2 separate regions of the Macaca mulatta genome follow, and region 2 is linked to region 1. The links are chromatin contacts, called in public Hi-C maps. All regions are on one chromosome and are shown on one strand. Each heading gives the region's core, a stretch centred on a gene start, on an enhancer-like site or on the middle of the called end of the contact. The rest is flanking DNA. Distances are from core to core; before and after follow the strand shown. Region 1 holds the start of KIF21B (kinesin family member 21B). Region 2 holds the start of CACNA1S (calcium voltage-gated channel subunit alpha1 S).

Region 1 (5,734 bases), core at 1,366-3,865:
TCAGGTGAGAGAAGTGATTTCTGGGGGTGCTGCAGGGGAGGAGGGGTAGAAGAGGATCTAAAAACAAGGAGAACTCCCCCTACAGCCCGTCACTGGCACCATCTGCTCTCCTTCCCAGCCCAGCCCAGCCCCAGCTCAGTCCTAAGCTCTCTGATTAGAAACTGGGTTCTGTCCAGACATCGTCTGCCTTCCACGGCCGGCTGCCCATTGAGGTCTGGCGTGTGCCCGGGCTGGGCACTCATGCTGGGGTGGGAGGGGAGGGGTGGGTGGGGCCCTCACCTTCCCGGAGACCCTGCAAGACTGACTTCTGATGCTCAAATGCCCCACCCCCCATACAGATCAGCAACTTTGCCCCCACTTAGGGCAATCTGACTGGGAACCAGAGATGACACACATCGCCGTGAACTGGGTGCAGAGGGCAGACATGATCCCTTCTCTGCAGAAAGGGTCCCGGGAAGCCTCTAGAGGTGGCAGTGGGAAGAGAACATCAGCTTATCCTCACTGTGCCAATCCCATGAGGCTCCCCGGGTGGGAGACCCACATCTTTTCACCCCAGTCCAGCCTGGAGACCCTGAACAGAGGTGGGGGCCTTTGTTTAGCTCTCTCCAGCAAGATGGAATCTAAAGGAAACCCCCACTGTGGAAAGGGCACCCCCAAGCCCCTTCCTTCCCAGTCCTCGTTCACAATGGGTGGGGGCCAGAGGGGCCAGAGCTTCATTTCCCTTTTATGGTGTTCTTGGACTCTCCCAATCTGCTGCAGATGCCATATTTACATTTCTCACTCCCACCCCCGGCCATGCAACCCTCCCTCGACCTCCACAAGATCCTGCTGCAATGTCAGCCCCAGCAGCAGCCTGGCCCCGCCCCAGCCAGCCCACCAGGCACCTGCAGGGCTCCTCTTTGTCTCTCTGGCTGCTCAGGGCCAGGAAAGCTGTTCTCAAGTGATTCTTGAGTGCTGCCTAGGGTGCATGGGTGGGGGTGCCTCAATCTCCTTCCCTCCAGCTGAGCACTGATCAGTGTCAGCTCCTCTCTGGGCTGCAGAGGGCCAGCCAGGTGGCCGTGGTGAGGGGCATCTGCCCTGGGGCAGGAAGAGGAAAGCTTTTTCCTTGCCATCTCTGACTCCGTCTAGGAGCAACCTCCCCGGGTCCCTGGAATCTGGGTCACATATGACCCAAGGGATCTAGAGACCTGAGAGACCTACCCTAGACCTGGACAATCCCCCGCCCCCTCCATCATACAGGGCTGGGGCAGAGATAGACGTTCTTTCCACACCCCTGCCTTGGTGAGCAGCCCCAGATTGGCACGCTGCTGCCAATACACCCCTCTCAAAGAGAAAAAACCAAAGCAAAAACTGGGAGAGGTGGTGAGGTGTAAAGCGTCTCCACCCAGCACAAAGAACACAGATGGCTCAATTTCACAGCATTTCCTGCTCCTGCACCTTTGTGTACCCCTCCCAATAGAACCCACCCAGCCATGTCCTCTCCCTGTCTCATTTCTGCCGGCTCAAGTCCCAGAGCTGTTGAGAATGGAACCCCAGATAAGTCTAGGCAACCCTCCCCTGCTCAATTTTTGTCTGAGTGTCTGAGGATGGGGCATCCACATCACACCCTCCTGCCCTCTCAGAGGGAAGCACCTCAGATACACCTCTTCCTCCCTTCCTAGCCCCATCTCCTCTTGGGACAGGAGTGGCAGGATTCTCCCAGAAAGCCATTGACTTCCCACAGAAGGCCAAGGCATCATCCCAGGTTTTTCGTTGGTCCCCGCACCGGATCTTTGTCTGCAGATCTGGCTCCCAGGGCGGGTGTGCTGCCTTTGCTAGCTGGACCAAGAGCACATAACTAGCTGACTCTCGTGGATGAGGGGGAAATTTCCCTCTGGTATACCCGTATGAGACAGCAGCCTCGTGGGGAGGCGAAGAGGAAACACACAGACGCTCCGGCCTGGGCCAGGGCTGGGTGTGAAATACCGGATTTCCTTGTTTATTCGATTTTCTGATCATTAAGGGCTCCCAAGAGGGACCCAAAATTACCACCCAAACAAAGCCACCTTGCAGTAGTCCGCGGGGTCGCTGCTCCCCGGCGGCAGCCTGGCCAGCGCGCGGCGCCCTCCATCCCGTCCCACGCCGGCCCCTCCCCCGGGAGTGCAGGCTCCAGCCCGAGCGGTGCCCGCGCCCCCCGCCCAAAGCCCACGCGAGACAAAGCCCGAGCCCTCTCCGCGAGGCCCCTTCCATGCCCCGGGTCCCTACCTGACGGCCACCTTGACGCAGCAGTCCCCCTGGCCGGCCATGGCCCTCTGGCTCTAGGGTCTGGGCGTGGATCAGAGGCGGGGGTCTGGGGGCCAATGCCCAAGGCAGCGGCTGCGGCTGCGGGAGGCGGGGGCGCGGGCGCGGCTGGCGGAGGCTGCGGCGGCGGCGGCTGGAGGTGACATGCTCGCGGGCTGCAGGCCGAGGGGCTCACCCGCGGCCGGCCCCCCGGGGCTGGGCCCGCGCGCCTCCTCGGGCCATCGGGCGGCGGCGCGGAGCTAGCTGACAGCCGGCGGCGCGACCCGCCGCTCCCTACGGCGCGGCACACGCGCACACACCTCCCACCCGGCCGTCACCTCCCGCCGCAGCGCGAACAAAGGGGGCGGGGGCCGATCCGGCACCGAGCCCGCCCCGAGCCCGCCCCGAGCCCGCGCCGGGCCCCGCCCAGCCCGGGAGCCGCCAATCGAAAGCCCTAATGAGCAGCGGGGGCGGGACTCGCGCCTTTAAAGGGACCTCTTGGCTCGCGGCCACCGGTGGCTGGGGGTAGGGGGCGGGATTGGAGGGTGGGGGTGGGATGGGGGGTGGAGGCGCGGGACGCAGACCACGTTAGAACCTTGGCTCCTGGAGTGGCAGAACCTCAAGCTTCAATGGGACCCTCATTTCATAAATGAAGAAACTGAGATTTAAAGAGGGGAACTACCGAAGGTCACAGAGCGAGTTCGTGGGTAAGCATGGTAAGAACCCTGGTCTCCCGGGGATCTCACAGCGATTGACGGTTTATAGTTCACAAGAGCCAGGAAAGCTTCCCTTCTGCATTTATTCCAGTAAATTCGCCAACCCTTCTTGAAGGGAGTTCTTGCTAGCCCCTAAATAAATTTCCCCCCACCCCCGCCCTGCAGCATTTTAAAGCTCGTGTTTTAGCTGATTCCTGGCCAGGCTCCTAGCCCAAGACTAGCCCCTCCCTACTGCTAGACGACTGTCCCATTGACCTTTATGACCCACAGATGACCCCACTGGGCCTGGCTCACACTCTGCTTGTTGTGGCAGTAGGGCCAGAGGGTCAGTGTGGGAGGCCTGAGCTGCCCTGGGGGAAAGGAAGGAACAAAGGGGGCCCTCAGTTCCGAGCACCTGGGTAGAGAGGCTGGGCGGTGAAGTGGGTGGGGAAGGGAAGAAGGAGGGCAGCTGCCTGCAGGAATGGATATAAAGGACAAGGAGGACCATGGAGACTTTAACACTGGGCCTGGATGGAGGAGGAGACCAATGCTGCAAAGTCACAATTCCCTTCCCAGTCCACCTCCCTCCCTCTGAGCCCAGAGGCCTCTTCCCTGCCCCCTGCCTCCCAACATTGGGGCCATTCACAGGGCCCCTCACCAGCTGCCCTCACTTCACCCAGCTCCCTCCCCTGGAAAGGGCCCAAGAGAAGGACCCAGCTGCAGCTCCAGATGTGGATGGGGCTCTCTGGGGGAGGGGAGCAAGGGGAGTCTGACTCCAGGCCTCTTACATCACCCTCAGATGATGAAACCATGTCAGAGATTTTGGCAAGGGTGTGGACTGGGGTCTGAGGATGCATCTGTTGGTGCCATCTTCCTCCCCTTCCCTCCTCCACTCACAACCCACCACCCCCCGCAATAACTGCTTCATGCAGTAGCTCAGATCCCTGTTTGGCTTGACCTATTAAGGTCAAATCAAAACCAAAGATAATTTTAAGAGCAAATTTCAAGGGCCAATCAACACACCCTTTTCATCCCCATGGCAAAGAGGAGGAGCACTGCGAGCAGTGCCCCCAGGATGGAGGCTGGAGAGGAGGTCTTGGTGGGATCCTGGACCTTTTATTAGCATTTGAATCTAGAGGAAGCTCTCCCTGGGGCCAGGGGATCGCCTCTCCTGGACCAGGAGGCTAGCAGAATGTTGCAGTCAGATCCTGCAACATTCCTCCCCATCTTCCAACCAAAATAAGACGTGAGGAGGAGACTAACACATATGGACCACCTACACAAGGTATTTTATGCACATATTCTCATTTTATCCCTGTAACCTTGTGAGATAGGCTTTCTTATTCTTTTTAAATTTTGCAGATGGGGAAACTGAGCCTCACATGTATGAATTCCAGCATATAAGCAACAGACTCCGGATTTGAACTTGTATATCTTGTTCCAGACTTCCCAGATGACCACCAAGGTGGAAGCGATGGTGATGCCAAGGCGGAAGGGATGGTGATGCCCAGGCAGAAGGGAGCTAGGCTGGCCCAGGCTTTTCCTGTAGGCATAGCGGGCTCCAGGTTCAGCCTTCCCGGACGGTAATGTTGCTTTCTGAAGAGCTAATTTCCCGCCAACTCATCTCTGGACTTCTCTGGGGCCCAACTCTGATTTCCTGCCTGCAGGAGGTCCCCTCTGACTTCCGATAGTAGATGATCCTTCTGACTCACAGTTCTACTGCTGGGAAATGCCTCCAGAGCTGCTGCCCACCCCCTCTGCATCCCTCCAGGTCACTGGGTGTCAAGTCAGGGGAAGCAGGGATGCACATGGGTGGGAAACTCAGGCCTCCTAAATGTCAGAGCCTCAGGACTTTGGCTACTCAGAAGTAGCTCCCTCCTGGGCCAGGAAGCAGCAGGGCAGCCAGCATCCCGACGTCACTCCTGGACTCTGCTGCTCAGAGGCTAGACAGAGAACCAAGGTGGGAAAGAGGCTTAAACCACAGCGTGGGGAGATTTAGGTTAGGTGGGTCAGAGGAAGTTTAGGACAAGACTTGTCCTTTTCGGGCTCTGTCCAGCTTCAGCACAGCCACTGCTTCCTCTCTTTGGTTTTTCCCATCCCCCTGTCTCCCACCACCTCTATCCCCTTCCAGCTTTTCTTCTTTCTTTCCCCCCTTCCCAGACCCCAAAGTTTCTCAGGATTAGCTGCCCATGTGCATATCTCCCCCACCCCCAAATCTTTCCTCACTGTCTCACAGAAACAGGCAAACACACACACATGCACACAACCATGAGTGGCCCTGAGAGTTCCCTGATTGGACTGAGGTTGGAGCCCCAGCTCTTGTCCTGAGCTGAGGCCCTTCCCCCAGGTATCTTGGGGCTTCTTCCATCATTTCTCTTGACAGGAGCTGTGGGCGTCTGGGCAGATGGGAACCTGGGGGAGGTGTGGGGAGCACTCTCTGAGGCAGGAAGCTCCCACACTACTGTAGTTAAAATACTCCGGCAGCAACTTGGGGCAGCCATCTGGGATGCCCAGATTTCCCAGGACACTCAGCTCTCAACAACAACCCTATAGGAACAAATTAAAAACCTAAGAGATAGTTGTAGGCCCTGGAAATGTCTCCCAAAAGTGGCCTGAACTTGAGTTCTGTTTCCTTTTATCTTCTTCAGGGTTAGCATTGGGCATTGGCATTTACAAAAACTCTCTAAGCATTAAGCAAAAGTTATAGGAGTGGAAGATACAGCATTCTGGATCTCCAGTCCTAATACCCAGCCACACCCCAGCAGCTATGCATGGTTCCA
Region 2 (5,734 bases), core at 2,358-4,857, 91 kb after region 1:
CTTGAACCCGGGAGGTGGAGGTTGCAGTGAGCCAAGATTGCACAGCCTGGGCAACAGAGTGAGACTCTGTCTCAAAAAAAAAAAAAAAATTGCAGGTTCTAAAGTCAGAGAGACCAAGCTGGAGGCCCTACCACAAGACTTAGATGTGGGGTGACCCTGGGCAATGTACCTAAACTCTCTGAATATCAGTCTCCTTGTCTTTTAAATGGGTCTAATAATGTTACTTACCCCACAGGAGTAGTTAGGGGGATTAAATAATACAATAATGTAAAATATTTAGCTCAAATCCTGGCATTTAATAAGTACTTACTAAATGCTAACCATTTTTATTATAAATTAACTATTGGGTAAGTAAGTCCTTGAAGCTATCTAGGCCTCAATTTCCTCATCCATAAAACAGAATCAGGTGGGGAGGAGGTAGGACAGCCTAATTTTTGAATATCCCTTCCAGCCCCGGCATTTTATGGTTCCAGGTATGTGTTACCGATGAAGGGGTGAAGAGAAAGTGGTATTGTAGAACTCTAAAACATGTTCTTGCTTCAGATTCCTGGATAAAACTCTCCCATGAAGGCAAACTTAGTGGACACAAGTTTCTTATGAATTACATCTAGGGAAGGGAAATTAGCATTCAACCTCTGTGGTTCACTAGCTGACCTTACGAAGCCTCAGTTTCCACATCTATCAAATGGAACCACTTTATGAGGTGGTTGTGAAGATTAAATGAGTTTACTCTCATCCGGTATTAGCACAGTGCCCGGGACCAATGACTGTGTGCTCAGTGCTGGCTGACAATGTCACAGAATCTAGAATAAGCACGTTGACCCTGGAAACCTGTTGAGCCACTCAGCCAGCCCTGCAGGTGGGTGGGGATGCAGGGAGTTAAACCACCAGCACCATCCCCCAGAACAGAGTCCACCAAGGGGGCCTCCCCAAGCCTGGGGCTGCAGGCCGTCAGGAAGGGGGATGGAAGAGCCAATCTTACCAGGCCGAGGTTCAGAGAGTTGTTGTCATCTTCTGGCATGGGCAGGTACACGGCCAAGGCCACACAGTTGGCAAAGATGGTAAGCAAGATGATCGTCTCGAAGGGCCTGGAGCCAGGGTTAAGGAGAGCCCTTGGGCCACAGGGGCATGGGACTTACAGGGTTAAGGGGAAGAGGGCGCTGAGGGTCAGTTTGGACTGTGACTCTGATGCCAGGCAGGTGGACAAGCTGTTGGACACTCACCCACGATGCTCCTTCCCTGAGCACCTGCAGGATACAGTGAGGACCAGGTTCCTGCCTTGACAACTGGCTCCCTTTCCTCAGGAACAAGTCGCTTTCACATAGACTCCTTGGAATGGTAAAGGTCTGGTCCCTGGCTAAGGGCTACTCAGCTTTAAGGCCTAGGGAGTCTTCACACTGCTCCACTCTCAGTGCCTGTCTACGCCCTTGCCTCCTCCCAGGGAGCCATGACTTTCCCAGATTCTGGCCAATCCACAGAGGCTCACCCAGAGAAATGGCACGGGAGGGTAAGGGTTGATGCGGGGTAAGGTTGAGAACTCACCGAGCAGGACTGGGAATGAGGGATGGAGAGATGAACGATGAATTTCCAGAGCCATGTGTGCATGCTGGTGTGCTCGTGCTCACACCCATCACACCTCGCCCCTCCCAGACACACCCACCCACAGCCATTTCTAGAGGGTACCCCAGGTCCATGGCTTTCTTGACTTTCTGACCCATTAGGCAGCAAGTGTGGAAAGAGCTAGAGAAAGCAAGGGAGGAAGCGAGGCAGTTGTTTGGGGGCGGATGGGGAGGCATATTATGTAGATGGGCTTGGCAGAAAAATCCCATTCTCTTCCCAGTAACCTCCAGTGTTTGAGAAAAGAGGAGGGCCACAGGGGCAGGGGGCTACGAGAGGGGAAGGTGCAGAGGAGCAGAGGATGGAGGAGAGGGAGAACCCATGGAGTAAACCTGTTTGCAGAAGAGAGGCAAGGAGGGAGGGCCTAGGAGGGTTCGATGTGGGTGATTCACCGACTGGCCAAGGGCAGGTGAAGGGAACAAGGCTGACACTGACCCCAAGATATCTCTACTTGCCCCACGTTTGTCTTGTCCTTCTAGTTATCCCTCATTCTCCTTCCTTCTAGGGAACAGTTGGTAGGAGCCCAGCCTTCCAGAACCCTTCAGAAATATTTCAAATATGCCCGACCCTCGCTCTCAGAACCCACTTGACACAGCCCTCCCCTTGTCTCTGTCACTCCTTCCTCCCTTCCCCAGATAACCCGGATATTTTCAGCATTCTTCCCCCCAGAGCAAATGCAAACACAGCATGAGATTCGAAGTCTCTGTCCCCAGGGTGGCACGTCTGAGCTAGAACACCCAGGCTTGCTTGGCCTGTGTCTTGGAGCCACTCAGACCAGGTGTCTTTCAGACCCATTTTTTCCCTTGGCTCTGTCCTCAGCTGGGATCTGCCCCCAGAGGGGTCACCCCCCACCCAACCCAAACAAGGGGGAGTTTTCTCAAAGAGGCCATTGAACCTTTTATTGGTTCCTATCCTATTCTGAAATGAGGCTGGTGCTTCAAAAACCTAGTGGCACCCCATGATAATGTGGATTTGGGCACACCTGGGAACAGTCCCCATGAAGCAGGCCCCACCCATAGGTGGTCAGTAGGCATCTCTGGTTGTCACCCAGGACTTGGGTGGCCTGCTCAGGCCCAGGAAGCCCCACCAAGTCCTCCTCCTCTTCCTCCTCCTCTTCCTGTTCCTCCTCCCCCCTCCTCCTTCTCTCCCTCCTCTTCCTCCTCCTCCTCTCCTGCGCAGCTGAGGGCTCCTTCCCCCAGCCTCACTCAATTCTGTGAGTTCACCCCAGGTCTAAGTCCCAGGCCTCCCTGGCCCTCCTGTAGGAAGTGTGTGCTCTGTGATCACCCCTGAATCCCTCCCCCATGATGCATGCTCCCCCCCACGGCCTGGGCCCTGAAGGATACTTCCATTCTACGATGCTGATGCAGGCCTTCCTCAGGGGGTTCTCCAGGGTCAGGCAGAACAAGGCCCGGGGTGGCCTTGGCAGAATCTCAGGAACCGGCTTCTTGGGCTGTTTCTTCCTCAGGCCTTCATCCTGGGGTGAGGACGGCTCCATGGCTTCCCTGGGAATCTGGCTCCCCCTCCCCAGTGCCCTCTCTTCCCTGCGTCCCCAATGCCCCCCGCCTTGAGGACTGGGCTGGCTGAGGCTGTCGGCTGAGCCTGCCCTGCTGAGCCAGCCGGGGGGCGGGGGCAGCAGTGGGGGCAGGAGGATTACTCTCCCCACTCCCAGCAAGTAAAATTAGCCTCCACTCGGCTCCCCACTGCCGGGCCTGAGCTCCTGAGGCCAGACAGCTGTCATTCCATCCAGTCCAGCCAGTGGCTTCCCAATCTGTCCCCTGAGGAGGGTGGGGGATGGGGAGAAGAACTTACACACAGGCCTGGGATGGGGCAGGGGCAGTGGGAGAGGGAGACAGGATGGAAGGTTTCAAGCCTGCGGCAACAGAGATCAGGAAGCGGTAGCCTTGGATATGGAACCTCAAACGGCAGAGTGGCCCCCTCATGCCAAAATTAGGTTTCCCCTCCTCAGCCCCATGACATTGTCTGGAGAAGGCACTGGGCAGCCTAAGTCAGGACAGCTCCACAGCACCCTCTACCTAGCTCAGTATTTGCACCATCAGCCAAGACTCCCCAAACATACCCTCAACCCACCCCCCAAGCAATCCCATGTCAGGGAAACAGTAAACCCCTCTCCAGTGGGCTGGAAGACTCCCAGAACATCCCTGAGTGTACACACCTCTGGCATAGCACCTGCCTCACTGTGGAGCATCTGCTGTGTATCTTTCTTCCTCACCTCCTCCCACCCCTACAGGTGTAAAGGTTGTGGGCTTTATCTCTGGGACTCTGGCCCCTTCTCTGCACAGTCCCCACATATACTATGCTCCCTGTAAATGATCACTGAGGCCAGGCGTGGTGGCTCATGCCTGTAATCCCAACACTTTGGGAGGCTGAGGTGGGCAAATGGCTAGAGCTCAGGAGTTCAAGACCAGCCGGGGCAAGTGGTGAAACTCTGTCTCTACAAAAAATACAAAAATTAGCAGGGTGTGGTGGTGTGTGTTTGTAGTCCCAGCTAGTAAGGAGGCCAAGGTGAGAGGATCAGTTGAGTCTGGGAGGTTGAGGCTGCAATGAGCCAAGATCGGGCCACTGTACTCCAGCCTGGGTGACAGAATGAGACAGAGTGAGACTTTGTCTCAAAAAGAAAAGTTCATTGAGGTCAGCCGCGGTGGCGCATGCCTGTAATCCCAGCACTTTGGGAAGCCAAGGTGGGCAGATTACTTGAGGTCAGGAATTCCAGACCAGCATGGCCAACATGGTGAAACCTGAACTCTACTAAAAATACCAAAAATTAGTGGGCGTGGTGGTGTGCACCTGTAATCCCAGCTACTCTGGAGGCCAAGGCAGGAGAATTGCTCAAACCCAGGAGGCAGAGGTTGCAGTGAGCAGGCATAGAATCACTGCACTCCAGCCTGGGCAACAGAGCAAAACCTGTCTCAAAAATTAAAATTAAAATTAAAATTAAAATTAAAATTAAAAAAAAAATTCATTGAATGCCTGAGCTAACACTGAACCTTAAATGCGCTAACAGCGAATCCCACATACCCTTCCAGCAAGTACTCTGGACTAGGAGTGGGAATGAGAAAGGGGCACCAGGAAGGGTGAGGGTAGACAATGATCTAGGAATGAGAAAAATTCAAAAATCCTTTTATTTAGCTCTTTGGTGCCAACACAGTGCCTATGTACCCATATGCACACCCCCCTCCCCCAAGGCTTACAGTCTGAGGGAAAAAAACCACAGTCCCCACCCAACCTGGGACAAAACTAGATGACCTCGTTGGGGGGTGTGAAGGGAGTGATCGCCCCCCACCAAGGAAGCTAGAGAACGCCACCAGGGCACACAGGTCGCCTCTGCTGAGTCTGTGGGTTCGGTCCGGGCTGAGCGCCGGCAGCGGCCTGGCCTCCCATCCCTTCCTCTGGGTTCCTTTCTCAAAGGGCAAGCGTGCTCCCAAAGAAGTCGCTAGTATTTGAAGCCATCTGGTGGAGAGCAGGGGCATGATAACCGAGGGATCAAAGCCGGGCTTGCCTCCCGGGAACTCGCAGAGACTGGGCTGCGCCTGCGGCGAGGAAGGAAGAAGCAGGCCGAGCGGGAGCCAGACCCAGGGATAATCGTCCTGGAGTGCCCCTCTGCACCCCGGAGGGGACGCAGGACGCCCGGAGCAGTCCCAGGCCCTGCCCCTCGCTGCACCCACGGAGCTCCTCAGGTCTCTATCGCGCGCCTCGCACCCGTTGCCCTGCACTTCCTCCCCAAGTTGACGGAGGAGGAAGGATGTCGCAGACACGGGAGCACCGCGGACCTCCTGCAGTCACCAGCCTGCGGCGCATCGCGGGTGACCCAGCAGCCTCCCGCTGCTCCCGAAAGTGGGACGGGGCCGACGGATCATTCCCCAAGCCAGGGGCTGCCACAAGCCCGATCAATGGCAGGATTCCTCCGATTCCAAGAAAGGCGAGGGGGAGAAGCAGGAGGACTCGGATGACTCCGGTACCAGGGAGGAGGGCGCCCGGGCCTCGCCGTCGCCAGGGCGGTCGGGCCGGGGGGCGGCGGGCGGCGCCGGGCAGGGCCTGGTGCCCGGGAGGCCGCGGGCGGCGGGGGGCGTCGCGCCGTCTGGGGCCGAGCTCAGCAGCT

What was found. A called contact is a pair of places that touch in the nucleus more often than the background predicts.
Region 2: a Hi-C map of fetal cortex germinal zone shows a contact between it and region 1, with 2.0 times the contacts expected there. The contact joins the promoter of CACNA1S here to the promoter of KIF21B in region 1. A contact is called at or near these places in 2 of 14 Hi-C or Micro-C datasets (fetal cortex germinal zone and fetal cortical plate).

What each region holds. Positions count from the first base shown.
Region 1 is chr1:58,674,506-58,680,239 of T2T-MMU8v2.0, forward strand. It overlaps KIF21B (kinesin family member 21B), which reads right to left and starts at 2,616. Exons shown (of 34, transcript XR_013417480.1): 1 at 2,245-2,616. LOC106994151 (a long non-coding RNA gene) reads left to right here and starts at 2,838. Exons shown (of 4, transcript XR_003731793.2): 1 at 2,838-2,975; 2 at 4,399-4,537.
Region 2 is chr1:58,764,246-58,769,979 of T2T-MMU8v2.0, forward strand. CACNA1S (calcium voltage-gated channel subunit alpha1 S) reads right to left here and starts at 3,608. Exons shown (of 43, transcript XM_078002574.1): 1 at 2,961-3,608; 2 at 983-1,088. The coding sequence starts at 3,112. ASCL5 (achaete-scute family bHLH transcription factor 5) reads right to left here. Exons shown (of 2, transcript XM_015120478.3): 2 at 4,729-5,734. The coding sequence ends at 5,523.